Regions from separate parts of the Arachis hypogaea genome. Here region 1 is linked to region 2. A link is a contact called in public Hi-C data. All regions are on one chromosome and are shown on one strand. Each heading gives the region's core, a stretch centred on a gene start, on an enhancer-like site or on the middle of the called end of the contact. The rest is flanking DNA. Distances are from core to core; before and after follow the strand shown.

Region 1 (4,357 bases), core at 1,660-4,159, 84 kb before region 2:
TTGAAAAAGCTGAAGAAATTGTTCAAAGTACACCCAATGCTTACATGTTTAGACAGTTTGATAACATGAATAATGCAAAGGTTTAAGTCTAAACTCTCAGATATATGACCTTTGCCTGGATAGCTACTGTTCTAAATTATTTGGTTCATTTCTGAAATTAAGATACATGTTGTTAAGCTTTATGTGCACAAATTACAGATCCACTTCGAAACTACAGGGCCAGAGATATGGGAGGATACCATTGGTAATATTGATGTATTGGTTGCCGGTATTGGAACTGGTGGCACTGTTACCGGCACTGGACGTTACCTGAAAATGATGAACACCAACATAAAGGTTCAATTACTGCCTTGAATGTAATTATTTGTTATTTCAAATTAGTGAAATACACTTATTGGTGTTGTGCTATTGACTTCCACTTTAAACTAACATGGGGTCCTGACTCCTGAATTCCAATTTCATAACTTGAAAGAAATTAGGTGCAGTTGTTATTGAATTGGAATAATAAAATACATAAATGATGATAACTTGTGCATTATCATATTCATATTCTAAATCCCTAAGGAATAGGCTCTATGATTATGGTGTTCTTATGTTGGAGGAGAGAAAGAGAAGATTATGAAAGGAAAAATGGGACTAGAAAGAAGACAGAGAATATTTGTACAACTATTTGCATGTGTGGTTAAACCATTAATTTTGATTATGTTTCCAAATTAAGACTTGAATTGTATCCATTGGTTAGATGTATAGACAATTATGCCTATGGTTAATCTGCTGCTTGCATTTAACAGTGCCAGTGATTCTTTGTTTGTTCTATCATCTTTCTCCTATCATTACAGTATGCTTTATTATGTCTTTCTTAGGTGGTTGGTGTGGAACCTGCTGACAGAAGTATAATCTCAGGAGACAATCCAGGTATGAATCTTTTGCAAAGTTCATAAATGCACTCGTTCTTTTTTTAACTGTTTTGCTTCTTGATATTAATTTCAAGCTATTGATTCTCTTCTCAGCTGTTGACTGTATTCCAATGTCTGATGCAGGTTTCATGCCAAACATTTTGGATATCAAACTGCTCGACGAAGTTATCAAGGTAAATAATAAAATCATTCCTCCTCAGTTTTATACTCGCATTTCTATTTTTGTTCACTGTAACTTCATTGCTAGTTCGTTTCTACTTTGGCATTTCTATACTGAAGAACAAACCTTATGATTTTCTTCATTTTGGGTGATATAGAGATTCAATTATGAAACAACTACTGAATTTTATTATGCTTTATTTTTCTTTCCTGGAGTGTCATCTACTTAAAACTTTATAGTTACTAGCTTTTTCTTTTAGTATGCAGTCCTTTTATCTTAATAATTTGCTTCAGTAAATTATTTTGCACAAACTAACTTGCCATATGAGGACACAGGTTACAAATGTTGAAGCTATTGAAATGGCTAGGAGATTAGCGTTGGAAGAAGGTTTGCTGGTAAGTTATCATTTAAAGTATTTTTGAAACTATTATTTCTTTTATTTTCATAATTTTAGTGTCAATTTTCTCTAAAGTTGTTACTTTGTATTTAGTTTTATTTCCGTCTTTTAATTGTTTATACGTCTAGATTCTAGATGTAGAATTCGCTTTAGTTATTGGTTTTCTTTGGATTAGCATGTTGCTGGATATTGCAACGTCTACAAAGAAGTATGTTTTTTGGATTTTACAACATTCATTATAATTCTTTCAAATTTCTTTATAGGTCGGAATTTCTTCAGGAGCTGCAGCTGCAGCTGCCATAAGTTTGGCAAGACGGCCAGAGAATTCTGGGAAACTTATCGTGGTGAGTTCATTTCTTCTTAAAATATTTTGGCTATCTTTTATGTTTTCGTCATTGCAAATGCTCTGGAGTATTCAAATTTTGTATATATCAATTTTTACTATGCAAAAGTGTAGAAGAAACAACTTAAGGATCAAGCTCTAAGCCAATTTCGTTCCCAAAATGATGCCGGAAACTGCCTCCTCTCCCAGCCAGCCTCCTTATGTATTTCCTGAGATGTCCCCTCTCACTTACATGCTCCATTTTGATAACTTCCTCCTATTTTTCCCTTTTTTTTTGTTGGTCTTACACTACACACACACCACACTCACACACACTAGAAGTAGAAAGGGTCCTATATTCCACTCTTGAGATTTGAACCCTGGTGCAGCTTGATGAGAGGCATACAAATCCTCCATCTGTGCCAAGCCTCAGCTGCTCCTATTTTTCCCTTCTTGCTCTTTCATATACCTTACTTTTTTTTTTTGGTCAAATGGATTGCCAATCCTAGGCATTACAAACTCACCCACATTACACTCACACAGAATATTTAAGGGTTCCATCCACTACTTGGCCTAGCCAAGTCTCGAATCCGAGTACACTTGTTGCAAGGCATACATGATGACCACTAGACCAAAGCCTTTCGTGGTTTCATATACCTTACTGAATCCCCATTTTTTGATCCCTGCAGCCCATTGGGCTGTGTCAATTGTGGCCCAATCTGCAACATCCCAGCCCTTATAGTGTATACATTGTTGAGGGTCTATAAATCACTTTTAGCATTGGGGTTTTTTAGGTGTACCCAAGATTGCTCTGTTTGGTAAGGGGGTAAAAGGGGAGGGTGAAATTAGAGGACACTTTTGTGTAATAGAAGTGATTTTACCCAATACTTCTAGTCTTCTACCTCTTAAGTTAACCAAACATTCTCTGATACTGATAGAATAAAAGAAAGCATTCGGAAATTTTTCCCATACAACTAATATAATAGGTATTGTGAATAGAAACAAATTTCGCTATTTTTATTGCCTATATTTAGATTAAGCTGTAGAGTCATTTTATAGTCAATTTTTCTCTCTACGTCTCCTTTGTAATTGGAATTGGATCATTATAGCTCCTTGAAAAAGCCCATTATTTTTCTCTCTACAAGGCCCAGGTTAGGTTGTTAACAACTTAACATGTGTTTATTTCCCGTCCAAAAAAAAAAAAAAAGTGTTTATTTTAGTTTTCTTATCTCCTTGGCTTTGTAATTAGATCATTATGACTTATGTGTATGGTGCATTTTACAGTATTCCATGAGAAACAGAGAAATTATTCTCTTGTTAAGAATGTTTTTCTGATTTTCCATAATTGAAGGTCATTTTCCCTAGTTTTGGTGAGAGATATATTTCAAGTCCTCTCTTCCATTCTATCTATGAAGAAGTTCAGAAAATGTAACAATCACCATTTAAAGATGTGGACAATTGGACTCGTCTTTTGGATATTGGAGTAGTTTACATGCCACCATTCAAGAAAGTAGCTGCCTTAGCCCTAAACGGTATAGGTATAATACTATAATCACATACTTCTTTTTTTAATGAATTTATTTATTAGTCACGCACATTATGTACACATTAACAGTGATATTTTGTATTATTTTCATCTTTGGACTTTTTGCCTCAGATGAATAATTTGAATGAGACAGAGTTCTTGGGAGTAAGCTCAAACAGGATGATGAATGGCCTAATTTGATGTACAATCCTGATTCCCCCCCCCCCCCCCCCTTTTTTTTTTTTCATTTTTATTCTTTTCATTGCCTTAATACCCTTCACCTTCCTTCATTATTGACTTTATTTCTCCCTCCTATACCATGTTTTTTATTATATATGTAATTTTTTCACCAAGTGGGATAAGGTTTTCTTGTTATATATATATATAATTTATTTTAGCTTGGTCCTATCATGTATCCTGTTTGTGTAGAAATACATATATGGAAAGCATCACAGACTGACAAGAGTATGATAATGGTTTTGTTTGCACTATACTAATGTTTTTATTCAGTGCTTGCGTACTAATTGCATATTGAATCTAAAAATAGCACAGAAACTATGATGAAAAGTATTGAGTGTAAGAATGAAACTACTTGAGAAAGTTACTTAGCTTTGCTGATTTGCTTAAATAGTCATACATCAAATTTATGTGACGATGATAATTGAGGGAAGAAAACAATATTCATGAAATCAATTCTAAAAAGAGCTGGTTAAACTAATTATCATCTAGCTTTTGTATTCACCTAATCTTGATAGTATTAGTAATCTCTCCAACTCTTGAATGGAAAACAATTTCACCTAGTTTTGATTAGCAGATTATGTTGTTAGAACTTGGAACACGTGTTAGCAAGATACTATAAAATATATAATAGATTTATTATGTGACCTAACCAATATATGCTAGATTATGATCATGATTGTATTTTCTATTTTATTTTATTTTTTTCATCTAGATGAGACAAGTAGCAGCATTGCCTCCTCCGGTTTAAAAATCTAACATATAGTAGCAACATCACCTAGTACTAGTAGTAGTAGAC
Region 2 (4,258 bases), core at 1,731-4,230:
TTTGTTTTTTGGCCATTGTTGCTAATATGATCTCTTATTGTGTCAAATTCATGTACCCTTTTCCCTAAATTATTGATATGACCAAAATTGATAAACAAATTTCATGCTTTGTTTTCGTGTATTTGATTTATATGGTAATAATTAATAATTCAACTAATGATTTAGCCTAACAATGAAAAAGTTAGCCAATAAAGAGTTCCTGGCGACAATAACAAAGAATTTATATATATGTTTTTTATGTTCATTAAATTGTACACTTGGACACTATAGTCACGTCATATTTTTCTCCTCTATACGGTATCAATTATTGAAGATATTTATTTTTTTTAAGAGCACAAAAAAAAAATTCAATTTTGATTTACTTTCATTGTAATTCTTTTTACACAATCATATTATTTATATTTGAATTACTTTATACTTAAAGTTCTAACTTCATGGGATGCTATGATTTTTGTTTAACTATATTCTTATTAATTAATATAATATATATAATGTCTTGAATACTCTACATAATATAATCAAAACAATAACCTTAGCTTTTACTAATAAAGTAAGAACATACAAGAAGTCTGTTATAATATATGCTACTTATTATTATTATTATTATTATTTTAGGGTGATAATACATATTCTACTAGCTACTAACTAGTTGCCAAGATTCATAAATTGAAATTAAATGGCTCCGTAATAAACACAGTGCTCTTCATTATGTATCTTCCATTTTTCCCGGTAACTTGTTAAGTACATACACAGTTCACTGATGTACAGTATTAATCAGAAGTAACTAATTAAATTAAAATAAAATAAAAAAGAAAAAACAGAAAATTAAAACAGCATATATAATAAGGTTAGTAACTAATATTGTTTTGAAGTGTTCCTTGAAGCAAATATTCCAGAATATTATTCATAATTCGAGTTGACAATCATGAAAGTTTCTCAAGTCTTCTTCATATGTATTTGTGCTAAATTAAAGTTAACAATTAACTTTATCTGCAGCTCTCTACAAAGAAATTAAAGATTAACATGCAATATAAGAAACTACCTACTTAATTATCAATGCAAACAATTAGAACCAAATTCATCATAAAATAAACATCAAGTTACAAAGTTGAATAGAGATTCTAAACTTCTCAGAACCTCCAATTAACACATCTAATAATAATTATAATAATAGTAGTAATATATATATAATAAAAGAAAAAGAAAAGAAAAAGATAGATTTAGTTTTACCCTAGTCAGAAAGATCAAGATATTTCATTTTTTTTTCTTCTTCTTGTTTTTCTCCATCCTCCTCTTGCAGCTTCTTCTTTCCACTTCCTTAATCCTCCTTCGAAATTATTAAAGTAACATCACATATCCCAAACTTAGGGAATGGAGTGCTCTTTTTTGAATATATAATAATTTGAATGTTATTAGAAGATAGGAGATAACTCCATGATCTCCTCACCATGACCAACATTCTCATCCAATAGCCACTTCTCAAGGAATGACAATGGAGGGTTATTATTGTCATTATTATTCTTATCCCTACTACTCTTACTATTCTTTCTCTCCTCTTGATCCTCATAGTCCTCTTCTTCTTCCTCAATTTCATGATGATGATGATGATGATGAGAAAAAGTAGTAGCAGCAGCAGGTTCTGAAGAACATTTGTGATTATTATTAGGCATAGAATCACAAGTAGATTTGTCCCAGCAAGAAGCAGTAGTAGTGTTGAGATTCTCAAAGGAAAGAATAGATTCAAAGTCTTGATGATTCTGATGATGATGAAGCTCAAGATTCAAAGCAGGCATAGAAACAGACTTGACTAGAAGAACCTCCTTATTATTATCATTGTTGTTGTTATTGTTTTCTTCATCAATCTCATGATGATTTGATGATGGTCCTCCTCCTCCTGCTCCTTTGATGATGAATGGAGAAGATGATGAAGATGGTTTTGGAGAAGTTCTCATCCAACCTTCTAGAAGCCTTGAAATGTTCTCAGTGCTTGATGCATAGGATGTGGTAATTGATGAACACTGAGAAGACTTATTATCTGATGATGAAATTCTGTCACTGAAGCTCTTAGATGACGCTTGAAGGTGCTGAGAAGAAGAATCCATGGAAGATGTTTGTTGTTGTTGGAATTTCTTGAGCTTCTTCTTTAGATGTGTGTTCCAATAATTCTTTATGTCATTGTCTGTTCTTTGTGGAAGGTATGAAGCTATGGCTGCCCATCTATATATATTATTTTAATTAATCAACAAATTAAACAATAATAATAATAATAATAATAATATTAATTGAATTTGTTATATGTGGGAGAATATTACTTGTTACCAAGAAGAGCTTGCAAGTGAATAATCATTCCTTCTTCATGGGGAGTGAAGTTTCCTCTCTTGATTCCTGGCCTTAGATAATTTGTCCACCTTAGCCTACAACTTTTGCTGCATCTTGACAACCCTTTTCAACAAATAATTAACATTGTTATTCTATTGTCAAATTCATGGACTCAATTCCAATTAAAATAATATATAATTAATTACCAGTGTTAGTAGGGACTGATCTCCAATTTCCAGGACCATGTTCTTGGATGTAAGAGACAAGGATGATATCCTCCTCAGGTGTCCATGGACCTTTCTTGATTCCAACTTTGTCACAGCATGGAGGCCTTCCCATCTTTCTTTCTTCCTTCTTCACTCACTCACTCACTCACTCACCTCTCTTTTATGCTACTAGTTTTTACAACAAGAGAAAGAGAAAGAGATAGAGCTTTCAAATAGTACCAATGCATGTGAATGCTTTATATATACTTGATGACTTTAAAACACTAAGAGAGACCCAAATTAAATTGCACTTTATTTTTTACACACTCACATCTACCATGCCCTTCCTCTCTCACCTAACTCTTTCACTATCCCTTATTTTCTACTGCTATTTTTATAATTATCCATTATTACTCAATATTATTATTATTATATATAGAAAAACCAAAGTCAGCGACGAGTTTCAAGTTTCAACTATGTATTAATTCTCTTCTTCCTTTTTTTTTTTTAAATTTTATTTTATGGGTCACGTGGCACCATGGCTTGTGTCAACAAAGTTATTAAGTAAAGTGAATAATATATTATTGATCTTGTATACGTATAACCTTTTATTCGATTGAATTTATTTGTAGGGTTTTGCTTGGATCATTTGATGTATATCTCTTAGCAAGCTAATAATCAATCACCAATCGCTAAATTAAATTTATACATGAGACTTTGGTAAACATCTAATAAATTGAAAAGATGGGGATGGATGGATGCATAGCTGGGTATACTTTTCTTCTAATCTTCTATTATTATTCTTTTAATTTATTAAAAATTAAATGGGACATCTCCAATTTATTAACCGAACACAAAATTTGAAAGCAAGAATTGACATTATTTTCCAATGAGAAACGTACATATTTTTGTGTGTAATTATTTGAAACTCAATATGTAATTACTTTTAAAAAATAATATTGTAAATTTAAAGTGAATATATAAACGAATAAAAAAAATTTGTATATCATCATTACACATTTTCTAATAATTAGTTATTTTGGGTTCCGGAGCGATGGAAACAAGAAAAGTGAATGTTTGGGAAGTAGTCCTGCCAAATTTAGCGGACTGGTAACAATTAATGAAATTTGCACAGAAGAGAGCAGAAAATACCATAAAAATGTGCATAACATTGGGTGATTTCAGTAAGGGTTGCTGCTAGCTTTTGGGGGAATGTTTAGATAATGTTGAATTTGAACAAAGAGATGAATATATAGTGATTTATTATGGTCACTATATACTATACTACACTATATAGTCTGTGTCACCGTGCAGAATAATAATAAACCATTTACTTTGTGTACTTTTTTCAAACGAAATTATTCAAAACCATGGATCATGGATATTACTATATATTGTACATGCATATCAAAAAGGTTACTAAGCTCGTGATAAACCAACTACCCAATATATCACTATTTTATTTTTCTTTTTTTAAAAGTTACCAGTAAAGAGCTAGGAAATTTAGCAATACTATATTATTTTATTAAAATTACTTTTTTTCGTTATTTGATTGCTTGTAAAATATTTATAAAGCATCTTTTAAATATTATTTTTTAAACTTTTACCAAAATTTCATCATGTTTAAATTATTTATCGAGGTGTCCTCATTTTGCCACAATGGCACCTCATATTTTTTGAAAAATATTACTTGTCTTTTAAATTTTCAATCTTTAGTCAATCTTTTAGTTTAA

Evidence for each region. Hi-C and Micro-C count contacts between places; a contact is called where the count stands out from the background.
Region 1: a Hi-C map of an unstated tissue shows a contact between it and region 2, with 5 times the contacts expected there. The contact joins the enhancer-like site here to the promoter of LOC112754721 in region 2. A contact is called at or near these places in 2 of 8 Hi-C or Micro-C datasets (leaf and an unstated tissue).

The regions. Positions count from the first base shown.
Region 1 is chr16:116,938,338-116,942,694 of arahy.Tifrunner.gnm2.J5K5, reverse strand. LOC112754722 (S-sulfo-L-cysteine synthase (O-acetyl-L-serine-dependent), chloroplastic) reads left to right here. Exons shown (of 11, transcript XM_025802470.2): 4 at 1-80; 5 at 199-336; 6 at 864-915; 7 at 1,041-1,090; 8 at 1,413-1,472; 9 at 1,738-1,818; 10 at 3,148-3,334; 11 at 3,454-3,830. The coding sequence ends at 3,228. Among protein-coding and RNA genes, the nearest start is that of LOC112754722, 3.7 kb to the left of the region's middle. Within about 2 kb of position 2,909, at least 3 of the 3 cell types and tissues checked have open chromatin away from gene starts, as enhancers often do.
Region 2 is chr16:116,854,718-116,858,975 of arahy.Tifrunner.gnm2.J5K5, reverse strand. It overlaps LOC112754721 (transcription factor MYB60), which reads right to left and starts at 2,980. Exons shown (of 3, transcript XM_025802469.3): 1 at 2,526-2,980; 2 at 2,313-2,442; 3 at 1,067-2,217. The coding sequence starts at 2,658. The coding sequence ends at 1,413.